3 separate regions of the Mus musculus genome follow, and all the other regions are linked to region 1. Evidence: chromatin contacts called from public HiChIP or PLAC-seq data. All regions are on one chromosome and are shown on one strand. The core of a region is the stretch at or near the end of the contact, and the rest is flanking DNA. Distances in the headings are between cores, read along the strand shown. Region 1 holds the start of Kcnmb2 (potassium large conductance calcium-activated channel, subfamily M, beta member 2). Region 2 overlaps Gm42201 (a long non-coding RNA gene). Region 3 overlaps Kcnmb2 (potassium large conductance calcium-activated channel, subfamily M, beta member 2).

The links. HiChIP or PLAC-seq counts read pairs in DNA pulled down with a chosen protein or histone mark.
Region 2: a contact with region 1 is called in an H3K27ac HiChIP or PLAC-seq map of VIP interneurons, with 11 times the contacts expected there. The contact joins the enhancer-like site here to the promoter of Kcnmb2 in region 1. A contact is called at or near these places in 6 of 39 promoter capture datasets (the 3T3-L1 cell line, cranial neural crest, embryonic stem cells and 3 more), 5 of 484 Hi-C or Micro-C datasets (cerebellum, cerebral cortex, cortical neurons and 1 more), 5 of 115 datasets of contacts at active chromatin or transcription factors (SST interneurons, VIP interneurons, embryonic forebrain and 2 more) and 2 of 9 other capture datasets (embryonic stem cells and pancreatic islet).
Region 3: an H3K27ac HiChIP or PLAC-seq map of SST interneurons shows a contact between it and region 1, with 2.9 times the contacts expected there. The contact joins the enhancer-like site here to the promoter of Kcnmb2 in region 1. A contact is called at or near these places in 11 of 39 promoter capture datasets (the 3T3-L1 cell line, 3T3-L1-derived adipocytes, cranial neural crest and 6 more), 4 of 484 Hi-C or Micro-C datasets (cerebellar granule neurons, cerebral cortex, embryonic stem cells and 1 more), 4 of 115 datasets of contacts at active chromatin or transcription factors (SST interneurons, VIP interneurons, embryonic forebrain and 1 more) and 2 of 9 other capture datasets (embryonic stem cells and pancreatic islet).

Annotation. Positions count from the first base shown.
Region 1 is chr3:31,900,763-31,904,711 of GRCm38.p6, reverse strand. It overlaps Kcnmb2 (potassium large conductance calcium-activated channel, subfamily M, beta member 2), which reads right to left and starts at 2,009. Exons shown (of 6, transcript NM_028231.2): 1 at 1,787-2,009. Gm34031 (a long non-coding RNA gene) reads left to right here and starts at 2,538. Exons shown (of 3, transcript XR_389652.3): 1 at 2,538-2,656.
Region 2 is chr3:32,315,608-32,319,556 of GRCm38.p6, reverse strand. The region is part of intron 1 of Gm42201 (a long non-coding RNA gene); the gene reads left to right. Among named protein-coding and RNA genes, the nearest start is that of Gm42201, 8.7 kb to the left of the region's middle. Within about 2 kb of position 1,731, at least 8 of the 459 cell types and tissues checked have an H3K27ac peak or open chromatin away from gene starts, as enhancers often do. A contact at or near this core is called in SST interneurons and VIP interneurons, where this site is marked.
Region 3 is chr3:32,178,655-32,182,603 of GRCm38.p6, reverse strand. Kcnmb2 (potassium large conductance calcium-activated channel, subfamily M, beta member 2) reads right to left here. Exons shown (of 6, transcript NM_028231.2): 4 at 3,603-3,773; 5 at 578-773. Among named protein-coding and RNA genes, the nearest start is that of Gm42201, 150 kb to the left of the region's middle. Within about 2 kb of position 2,168, at least 7 of the 459 cell types and tissues checked have an H3K27ac peak or open chromatin away from gene starts, as enhancers often do. A contact at or near this core is called in SST interneurons, where this site is marked.

The DNA of each region.
Region 1 (3,949 bases), core at 760-3,259:
CTTGATGCAGTCAGATTCAGGTGAAATTGCTCAGACTAGAGCCAGGAAAAGTCTTTTTGAAATCAAGGAAAACAATAACACTCACTCGCTAACTTCAGCCGACAGATCTTGTGTTTAGGAAGTCCAAGCTCTGTCTTTTTTTATTATGGAGTCTTCACTGGTGACTTCAACTGGCTAGGGATGGGGATTACAAGGTCAAGGTCATGCTCTCCACGGGCCACGAGGAAGCACAGACTATGTCGTAACCATCAATCTTACCAGAATATACAGTTACTCATACCCATGTGCTCCATGTCACCCAAAGACCAACTAAGACTGGGTCCCAGTCTCACTAAAGGCTGTCATTCTGCTATGAGGAACACCCAGCCAACTTCAAGCCTAGAGGTCTCTCAACCAAAGGAAAATGACCTCGAGTTTGTGTGTAAATGGCAGTGTGTACACAGGAGCTCAAAAAGACCAGAATCTCACTTAACCCTAATTCCAGCATTTAACTGAAAACTAACATTGTCCTCAACACTTATTTATACCGTGTTATGTGGATGGTGTAGACCAGTGGAGAATGTTACATTCTTTATAAATATGATCATTGAAGCGCTTTTGGTGTTCATTATAGCTAAATGCATGCATCGAAATGCAGAGGTTTTTCTGTTTGTTTGCTTGTTTGTTTGTTTTTGTTTGTTTGTTTGGTTTTCAAAATAGAAAGCGTTATCCTTACAGCTTTGAGTCTGTGAGGTCCACAGGGGAGAGAACGCACCCGCCACGGAGGGACACATTCACTTTGTCCCTGCCACTTCACACTGAGGGTCACAAGCAATGACAGTACTGGCACCGGGGATCAAATTGCAGAAACATTGGTTTTGGATCATTGTACTTTTGCCTCTGAAATCTCCGCGGGTGGTTCCTACCTTCCCTCTCTAGTAGAGCTGTACAGAGCCCATCTGAAGTGCAAGGAGATGTATGCAGTTCCTTGCCAGTGCTAATCATTGCCCCCTCCTCCCGGACTGTGGAACCCAACCGCTCCTCTTATCTTCAAGGAAGATTAAGCTTTCGAGCTATTCATTAACAAAATAAAAGGTCAAGTCCTTAACCTCTAAAGAATTCCCGTTTCCATCTGCAGCCCAGCAGTTGCTCAAAGGCAAGAACACGAACAGAGAGAAAGCCCCTTCTTTACTCTCAAACTCCCGGTCTGTTTTTAGCAAAGCCATTAATAGGAACAGAATGGTGTGGACCAGCCTTTCAATATGCAAGATGGACAGAGGTAACCAGATTTCTCTTATAGTAGATTATAGGGGGAAATCCATCACTATCTTCTGAAATACCCTCTGACCACCAAAACACACTGACTCCAGGAATATATATTTACCTAACAGGTTTCAAGTTCAGCACGGCTTCCTCCTCTATTTTTCTTGGCTCTCTCTGCCTCCCACCTGCCAAAGTCTTCTCTCAGTGCCCCCTCCCCAGCCTATCAGGCACCACTGGTAAGAAAAGAACTGTTTTCTCCATGACCTCTAAGCCTTCTACTCCACCGAAAGCAACGTGGAGTGCACACTCAGCAGGCTGCGATCGAGCCCGGAGCCAACCTGTCCATGAGGCTTTCCAGACATAAAACCTCACACTGCCCAGTGTGTCTTGTGTTTTGGTCAGCGTGGAGCCCCAAGTCAACCAAGCCTCTCTGTAGCACCTGGCTGCAATCCCTGACCGACCACAGGCACCCCAGCGCTGAGCCCAGCGACAACAAAAAGCTCCAAACAGCAACAGATTCCTTTGTTTTACATGCAAATCCTACCTTCAGGAGTTGTCACATCTTCCTCAAAAGCCACGCTTAATTTTTAATGACAGTGATCCCGTGTAGTCCTCCACACAGCCACCGGTCCTCATCTTTACCTTTCCTGCTGGCTGTCTTTGTGGACCATTGATGTCACACCCTCGCTAACTCATAGCTTTACTCCTCGCTCAAAATGTCTGCAAGAGTTTGGAAGGACAATAGGAGTGACAGGCACGCTAGACAGCCATGCTTAAGATTAGTTCTCCGAAGCTCTGTGGAAGCCGGTCCAGACTGTTTTTAAAAGCGTGCAGGAGGTAGGATTTATTAGCCTATGACAGGCACGCTGCTTCTGTTTTTATTAAATACTGTAATAGGCTGTCTGTTAGCATCGCTGTGATAGGTCCAGCATTTCTTCCCCACTGCTTTCGAATTTTCATACTGAAAAGGGAGCGGAGCCTGATCTGACTTCCCTCCTAGCTCTGCGGCCACCCTACCTACTAGATTAGATTTCCAAATCCTCTAACTTCGGAAGAAAGAACTCCTCCTGTAAATAAGCTCTCTCTAGGAGGGTGAACTTGGGAGTAAACACCCTTGGAATCCCCAAGTGATCCTGTTAGTCCCAGCAAGGGACTCTTGCTTTCCCAAGTTAGAAAAAGACATTATTTCCAGAGCTAGGCGAGAGGATCCTTTCACACAGGGAAAGTTGTGATGGGTAACTGAGGATGCCTTATGGCATGTACTCACCTGAAGTCTCAAATGTTGTATCAGACGGACAGCATGCATCAGAAAACAGATGAACTCATTAGGGCATGTCGGCTGCACAGTTCTTTGCTCCATGCAAAGGTCACCATTTTTCCTGCATCACTGCTCTCTCCATGGAAAGAATGGAAGGTGGGTAGAGGAGCTTGGGATGGGTGCCCTGCCTTGGTGTGGTCCTTTACACAGTAGTGACATAGAAACACTGGCCAGAGAGGAGGCTGTTCTGTGTGTGCAAACACACATCACTCTGAAAAGTGTTTTTCCGGACAGGAATGCAAAAACAAAGTTCTTGCCAGAGAATGTTTTAATGCTCCAACTACCCAGGTTTAGTCTTTTTTTTTTAACTCGGTTTTCCTTTCTCTTCTCTTGCTACCTCAGAACCATAGTTATATAGTAGTTACTATGGAAACTGAGTGGTCGGCACTAAGGGAGGGGCTTAGAGACCAGCAGATGCAATATGGACAGGAGTGTTCTATGTTGGACTATGGAACAGAAATTGAATAGTGGTAATGAACATCTTACAGCCACTGCCAGTGACCCTCTGGAAGACCATCTCAGGGGCATGATTCTAAGTTGCCACTGTTTAATTGTGGGCATTTTTGCTGTTTGGGAGTACGACATTGAGCAGACCCACATCCTCTTCCACATAATAACTGAATATCAGAATTGCTCTCATATCGGTCCAAAGATTTTGCTTTCATTCCTTTCTTTCTTTCTCATGTTCCTGGCTGCTGGTTTGAATATACCCTGATTATATTTGAATTTTAGCTGTTATTTGATTGGTTACAGTTTTTTCTTGGGAATAAAATGTGATTCAGTAGGAAAAAAAGACTCTCTTTGTATCACAAACCATAATCATACTTCATTCTGAGTGAGTGTCCTTACATCATTTCCTTAGAGCTAACCCTGGGCCTGAATATGAAGTTTGAATTTTGAAAGATAACCCTGGACCCACTGGATTGATACAACAGAAAGAAGAGTTTCTTCTTGTTTTTAGCTCCTCAAATAGAAAAGAAACTTTTTTTTCTTTTTTTTTTTTAAAAGAAGTTTTGCTCATCACTTGGTCATCTAAGAGAAACCATTTCAGAAATAGTTAAATATTCATAATTGTAAAGAGAGCAGAAGAAGTGCTGATTACTGTCATCAGTATCTTAATTTCATGGTAATTGGAGCAATTCACACAACTGTTGACACAAAACAAGGCTCTCATCTCCAAGGGAATAAGAGAATATTCGGGAATCAAATTTGATGGCCAAAGCCCAGGAAACATAGAACTACATTCCCATGGTTTCCCCTTGTCCACATGGAAGCAGTGGAAGCCGGTTTCTTAGAGTTCAAACAATGACAGCTGTAAGTCAAGGGGTTTTAAGAACACTGGTGGGTACATCAAAGAGACAGTCTCAGCAAGATGCAGGAGTCTCATCT
Region 2 (3,949 bases), core at 482-2,981, 420 kb before region 1:
AGGCAGCCCAGCCCTAAATGTTCTTAATGCTGGCTTCATACTCTTCTGTTCTTCCTCCTCTTTTTCTTTCCTAGAGAGTGAGAAGGGTGAAGATGGTGGGAATGGGCAGCTATAAAAGTCCCATTGATTGGGTCATTTTTTCAGTCTAGTTGACTAAGGCACGAGATAGATGTTCAAAAAGAAATATAGGTGAACTAATACGTGAATAACAATAGCCCATCTCCAACTTGCAGGTGCGCTAGTAGACAGGGTGTAACATTGGGTCTAGACCACTTACATGCATGTGGGAGGAGTAGGCAATTACTGCTTTTATCTGTCTCACTATGTTATCTGTACCATGCATATAAACACCCTCTGCTGTTGCATGTGTTGCATATATGTGAGTGTGTGGTTGTGCCATAGGAAGGCATCAGATGTCTTTTTCCTTCACTCTCTGCTTTAAGTAACCCTTAGGACAGGGTTTTACTTTCTGAACTTGAACTCCTCCTTCAATCTATGCTGGCTGACCAGTGAATCTCTGGATCTGCCTGCCTCTGACCCAGTGTTGGGGTTATAGACATGCGTTCCCGTACATAGGCGCTAGGAATTTAAACGTAGGTCCTTATGCTTTACTGAACAACACTCTTACCCACTGAGCCATCTCCCCAGTCCCTTTTAAGCTTGCTGCCTTTCTAATTAACTAATAAGCAGGATCACTTAGTAGATTCAACACATTGCGTGCTGAGAGGTTCTGTAGACTCTTGTTTTCTCCTAGTAGGCACTTGTATCAACTGGGGAATCTAGCTGGTGCGGCTGGGAGGCAGAAAGCTTTCCAGCACTTTCTTCTGATCCAAGGATGGGGTTTCAATGTTAAAGATATTTGGTTTTGGAGACGACTTAAATATGTTTTTAAAGCAAATGCAATTGGCTTTGATCTCTGTCAAGATTAACGGTCTTAAGGCATTAGGTGGAATGGCTTTATATAGTAAAGAAGATGAAAAGGCGTTAGAGTTGGTGATAGTCACAGGAAAGTGTGTTCCAGGAATAAGGAGCCCTTATGAAAACACCTCAGTGGACTCTGGGGAAGAAAGGTCATGAGAGTAACTGAGAAAAGAAGTCAACCAACTGGGCTTACAATGGAAGAACTCTGTCTTGACTGGAGCGTTAGCCCCAAGCTTCTGCTGATGGTTCAGTGGCCTCAGTTTCCCTTTTCCTTTGCATTTCCTTCCTGCCCAGACGCAACCGGCAGCAGCTGCTTGGTCCCGTACCCTTGCTTGTCTGTTTCTTGACTGCTCTGTCAGTTGCACGCTGACACGGAGGAAGTTATGGTGGGGCGGCACATGTGGCAAGGTGCTGGCGGGAGTGTGAACACGTTAGCAGTTTGGCTTCATTTTCCGAGCTTCTAGGCAGTGAGTGTGAAGACAAAGCACACAGAAAGGGAGCAACAAGGGGGAGGCACATGGTTTACACATTTGGTGAGTTCCTTCAGTAGCCCAGGGAAATCAGGCTTAGAGCCACTAGCCCAAGGTCATGTTTTCTACTTCACCGGGAAGAGAAGATTCTTTTGCAGGTCCAGAGAGCTCGCTGGTCAGCCACCCTAGAGAGGAACGGGTACTTCTTAACTGGCAAAGAGGAGCCACTCGGCATAACGGGATATTCCAGTTGCTGGAGGTCAGTAGGAATATTCTAGATGTTAAAATCCTGCTGTGTCCACATTACCTTGTGAAGCCCTGCGCAGAGCTAACGTTTGCCGCCTGCCCTGCACTGCCTGCCTACGAACAGAAGAGGGCAGCTCACCATGCACTCATTATATACGGCTTACTTGATTAGAATTCTAGAAAAGGAAACCCGCCTTTGATTAAAAAAAAAAAAAAAAAAAAGGTAATGTTTGCTTTTCTAAGTGAACTGATGGCATGATTCTGCTAATAGTTTTGAAAATTTAAATGAATAAAAATGTCGTGTCATTCTCTAGCTTCAAGGGACTTCAGAGTTCTAGTGGGGACCAGCTGTAACAAACTTGGTCGAGGCTCTTTGTACCTGCCGGTCTTCTGCTGGCTAAGATGCTGGCTCTTCAGGTCGCTACTGAGAAAAGGAAGAAAGCAGGAAGGGGGAAATAAAGGAAGACAGAAAGAGGGGAGAAGGGGAGGAAAGAGAGTGAGGGAGGGAAAGGGAGAGGGTCTGTGTGAGGGGAGTATGGAGAGACGGGGGCAGGGCAGGGTACTGAGCCAAAGGCAGAAAGGAGTTTTTCAGCTGATCTGTCTGGTCTGATGGCATTACTTACCGTCCAGGGCTACCCAGGCAGTGAGTGCTGAAGTCAGGCTTAAAGACCAGGGTTTTTAGCATGCATTTCACATTATTTGCCCTCCAAGTCTTGCTTGGTCTAAGTCTGTCTTTGGTTTACTTTTGGAACCCTTTGCCATTCTGCTAAGGCATATACGTTGCTAGTTTACATTTTTCAGTAATTTGATTTTCTATGCTTTTTTGATCTTTCACTTTAAAGATTTATTTATTATTATTCTGTATATGCGTGCCTACATATTTTTACGTGTACCATGTATGTGCAAGTCCTGAGGAGGGCCAGAACAGGCCATTGGATCTGCTGGAACTGGAGCTACAGGCAGTGCGAGCTCACACGTGGGTACTGGGAACCAAATCTGACTCCTTGGTAAGAGTAGTGAGCACTCTAACCACTGATCCCTTAATATACACTTTATTTATTGAGATTTTATTTATTTTTATTTTATCATATGGGTATTTTGTCTGTGTACCATGTGCAGACAGTACCTGCAGAGGCTAGAAGAGGGTGTCCGATCCCCTGGAATGGGACTTAGAGATAGTTGTGAGCTGCAATGTGGGTGCTGGGAATTGAACCTGGGTCCTCTGGAAGAGCAGTCAGTGCTCTGAACCACTGAGTCATTTCCCCAGCCTGATAAGTAGACACTTTAAAAGCAGGAGAACACACTTAGTTTCTTTCCCAGGTTGTCCTGAGTCTTTTCATCTAATGGGGTTTAATTCAGATATTAGAAGATGAATCTAATAAAGGCAAAGTATGTTTGAAAGCAGGCCAGGTATTGGCATGGTGACAAAAACTCTGCTTCTTGTTAGCCTCTGAACTTTCTATAATCTTCATGGTAACAGGAGCAGTGCCTCTCTAGTGGCCCTGTTTGAAACTTGGAATTGATTGTTGTAATACCTCTGTTTCCATGAGGGCATCTAGAACATCCAAGAATTATTAAATGTTCAGGAAAAGACAACCCAAATCATATTTGCTCTATGAGATGTCATTTCTGAGCCTTACTGTTCTCCCCCAAACAGTCTCAGGCAAAGAGGAGGTATGGCTGCATCATACATTGCTTGATCATTAAAAATAGAACTTACACATTAAAAATATTGCACATTTTGAGGTGATTGGTTTCATGAGGTCTTATCAGATCATTCAATATAAAGTCTAGCATTGGCCTGGGGCTCCCTGGAGACTGTGATTTAATTATTCTGAAGTTCAAAACATTGGCTACAAGGGACCAGAAGGCCCTAGCTCTTCCGGTGGGCTTAGATTTCAGTACTTGTCATGGCTGAGATCTAGGGACCTTTCTGTTCTGCTAGATAGTGTTTAAGCTGTTTCCAAAGCAGATACCATATCTGGCTGTATTCTGGCCCATGCCCATGCACTTCCTGCTCAGGGTACTTATGGGCTGGCTCTATGCATCTGAAGCTAACATCTGCCCATGTTTCCTTCTTTATTATACTATGACTGATGTTTGCACATTCCTTTGTATTAGGCTCATGTCTTCTTTCCCTGTGAGCTCCCGCTCTGCCATAAATCCTTAACCATTTAAACAAAGATTTCTTTTTTTTTTTTTTGGACCACGGAGGGGAAATTAATTCTAAATGCATATTTTTGGAGAGGAACAAAACAGAGGGAAACAAAGTTGCTTAAGGGGATTCTAGTTACATTTAGCATCAATCTTTG
Region 3 (3,949 bases), core at 919-3,418, 280 kb before region 1:
CCCACCAGTAAAGTGATTAATATGAACATTATTATAAGAAATCATGGCTCCATAAGTATAACATGTAAATAAAAATGTACAGGCACACACACACACACACACACACACACACACACACACCATTGACCACAAGTTTAATTTTTCAGTATAACATACTCTACTCATTATTACTTACAATAATGGCTGTGTAAGTGGCTATTATTTTCCTTCTGATTAAAAGGTCATGGAGGTCAAGGTCATGCATGCCCAAGGTCACACAACTAAGTGTGGAAGAGCAAAGTCATGTTTTACCCCATGCCTCCCAAGTTATGACAGCTATTTGGGCGTGCACATCTCTTATTAATTTCTGTGCTTGCTTTGACAGACTTGGGTTCTTTATATATAAATATCCCCCTCCCCAACAGAAAACACAGCTAAACCTGCTGTACCATGACAGATCCAGAGAGTGAGTTCTGTGAATGGAGCAAGCAAGGGCCTACCTCCTGGTATGTTGAAATACTCGGAAAGGGGAAAGTCGGGGACAGAGGAAGGTGGGCGGATTCTGCAGGCACCCAGGTGGGGCGAGCCAAACTCCTACCTTTTGATTGATCTTCATGGTCTCTTCCGTGTGGTAGAGGAGGAGCCTCTCCCCGGAAGATGTCAGGTTCACGTACACCTGCAGGCAAGGGTACTGAGAGAGCTTCCAACAGTCGGGCCCACAGCTGAAGGAACAGTTAAACGTTTCTGTGATTGACACATTCAGCAGGGCACACTGGGCTTCTTCTGTCCACACGCTGCAGAGAAGGGGCAAGAATGAGCACAGGACAGGAAGCTGCTGGGCATGAGGGGTTGGCTGCACAACACAGTTACTTGGTTGCTGAACTGCCCGGGGCCTCCCCCAAAATCTATAGGTCTGTGCGAAGTTTATGACTTTGAGCATACAAGCTTTCGGCATGCCATGACAACAGACTTTGGCGCCTGAGAGCCTTCTTGGTGACATCTACTATAGAACATTCACTGATATTTTAAGAGGCTATTGTCTCCTTATTCAATTCACCGGTAAGCATAATGCATGCTTTAGTTTTAGCTTTGATTTCATGAGACTGAGTCTCACTATGTGGGCAAGAACAGCCTCAGAATTGCTCTGTAGCCTGGGCTAGCATCAAAGTGGTAATTCTGTTGCCTCAGCCTCCTGCGGGATGGAATGACCACTGTGCACCATCCACCTTGATAACCCCCACTCTCTGCATTTCTGCAAGGCATGGCTTCTTGCTCAGTCCCTTTACCCCAAACTCCACCCCAGCCTGCGTAGAAAAGTCTTTGTTAAGAGAGGGGCTGGGGAAAGGTGGCAAAAAGGCAGAGAGGCTCCAGGACTTGACAAGATAGAGGGAGAGAGCAATAAGGTCATTCTAACAGAGGAAGTAAGATAGCGGCAGCCCTTTGAAGATGTCAAGAGCAATGGCTAATTATATCCTTTCTCCCCAACTGGTGATTTACATAAATTATTTCCTTTCATCTTCTCAGCAACCCTGTATGTTGGTTATTAATCCCTTTGAGAGGTGAGTGAGTTGAGGGTCACCGAAATCAGGTGACATAGTAGTCAAGAACACACAGTTGGTAAGTGATGGACACAGAGGCTTTATCCAGTCTAATAGTTCTCTGAGGTCAGGAAACCAGCAGAAGGTAAAGCCTTCTTTCTGTGCAGACAACAGGGTCAATCAGGCTGCCCTGAGTCGAGTCAACCAGAGAGATTCCAGCTAACAAATTGCTCGAATTCTATTTTACAATAACTTTCATTTTGTGATCAGGTTGAGCATTTGTAATTAGGGAGCAACACACTAGCAATCGACGCTTTGCCTCTGAGTATAAGCTATACTGCAGTGAGCAGAAAACACGTGTTCACAAGGAGTAGCAACCCTGCCCTTTTACTGGACATGCATGGATAGCTCCTGTACTTTAAGTGTGTGCCAGACTCAGGGTGTTGGACTTAGTCATGTCTGCTGAAGCAGACTGAATTTTGTGGAACCTGGATGGTTAGAAGTTGTTTTGACAATCAGGCAGTGGGGGTGGATGTCTTAGATCATTCTAAGCAGGTTCGAGAATCTGAAAGAGGTTTTGGACTCGGCAAACCCTTGGGGCCCAAGGCACTGGCGCTTTCATTGTGGGAGAGAGTACAGCTGAAGGCCATTAGAGACAGAGAGGACCAGCCAGGATGTGAGAGAGGAGCAAATTGCTACATTTTAGCTCGACTTAGCCTCTAAAATGAAAGCATTAATTTAGCTGTAGAAACAAGTGCCACAAAGTGGTTTGCTTTTTTTCTTGGATCGAAACCTCCCACTTTCATATGAAAGGGACTTATTTCTCCAAGCCCAACTATCGGCAGACCCATGGAGCTATATAGAGCTTCAGAATTCAGTGTCTGGACAGCAGCGGGGGTGGGGGGGTGGGGGGGTGGGAGGGGCATTGTGAGGACATTTCAGATCACTTATGCAGAGGAGATGCTCTTAGGATTATCACCTAGTACCTCTCTCTGGCCCGACTTAGTAAACCCTGGGTAAACATTGAAATGAAAGGATTCAAAAGTCTGTTACTTTAAGAGGTTGCTATCAGTCTTTCTCAGGCTTCACAACACATTAGAATCACTTAGAGAGTTTCAGAATACTGAGTACTGGATCTGGCTTCAAACTGACGAATTCCAACTTCTTTTGCTTGGGCATTCGAGAGCTTCCAAGGAAGCTGGGAGATGGAGAAGTGGGGTGGTTAGAAAAGCAGTGGCAGGCAAGAACCGGGACGCTCGAGTTCCTGGGATGTGGCTTTGAAATCTCAATTGCCATGTGTTTGTGCTGTGTCCCACAGAGAGGTGTGACGTTGTGTGTGTGTGTGTGTGTGTGTGCACTTGAGTGCATAGGCGCATTTGCATAGATGTGTGCATGTTAGGTTTGTGTACATGTGTGTGTATGTGTGTGCAGGTACACTGTTATGCATTCATATGCCTGTTCATGTGTGTGCAGGAAGGAGCATGTGTATGGGTATGTGTACATGCTCATGCTAGTATGTTTCTCTATGTTTTTGTTGAGGCCAGAAGATGACCTCAGATGTCATCTACATTACGTTTTATGAGACAGGGTCTCTCCATGACCTGGGGCTCCACAGTTAGGCTAGACTTGCTGGACAGTGTGCTCTAGAGACTGTCTGTCTCCATATCTCCAGTGCCGACACTACAAGTGTATGCCACCATGTCTGGGCTTATGTGGGATGTAGGTTTGGAACTCAGGTTCTCATGACTGTACAGCAAGCTAGTTATGGAAAGCCATTTCCCAAGCCCCTGTGTCACATCCCTTAGGCACCAGTGTCCCTGCACTGATGATCTAGTCTCACTTTATGGAATAATAGAGAGAAAGGAACAAGCAGTCTCAGAAAATTGTCCAGGTCCTAACAGACAGTACACATAGCCTAAGTTGATTATTATTGTTGTTATTATTATCAGATAACATTAGAAACCACCGTGTACCAGGTGTCCCTGAAAGTTCATAGGAAAGGTGAAGAAGATGACTATAGGTTGAATGGGCAGTGGGAGAGCAGAGAAGGAGGGGGCAGTGGGCTCCCCGGGTCCATGGCATTACCTCTGCATGTAGGAGCGCAGCAGTGTGATTCCCAGCAGGAAGTACATCATGATGGAGCACACCATCATGGCCAGGCCGAGCAGGATGGCCCGGTCCTCCCCAGCCTTCAGAGCTGTCACAGTTTTCCTTTTGTCCAGGAGGTCATGGTCCCTGATTTTCTGGTAGATATTTCTGAAATTGACAATACAGTCTTACATGAGACTCACAGTTATCCTGCATGTCTCTTGAGGGGTAGCTATTTTCCGTGCCTTACTAGGGTGAGGGCCCCTTAGGAGTGCTCCAAACATACTCGAGTAAAGTTGAATCTTACTAAAATCCCTGGCTCCAAACACATCACACACACACAC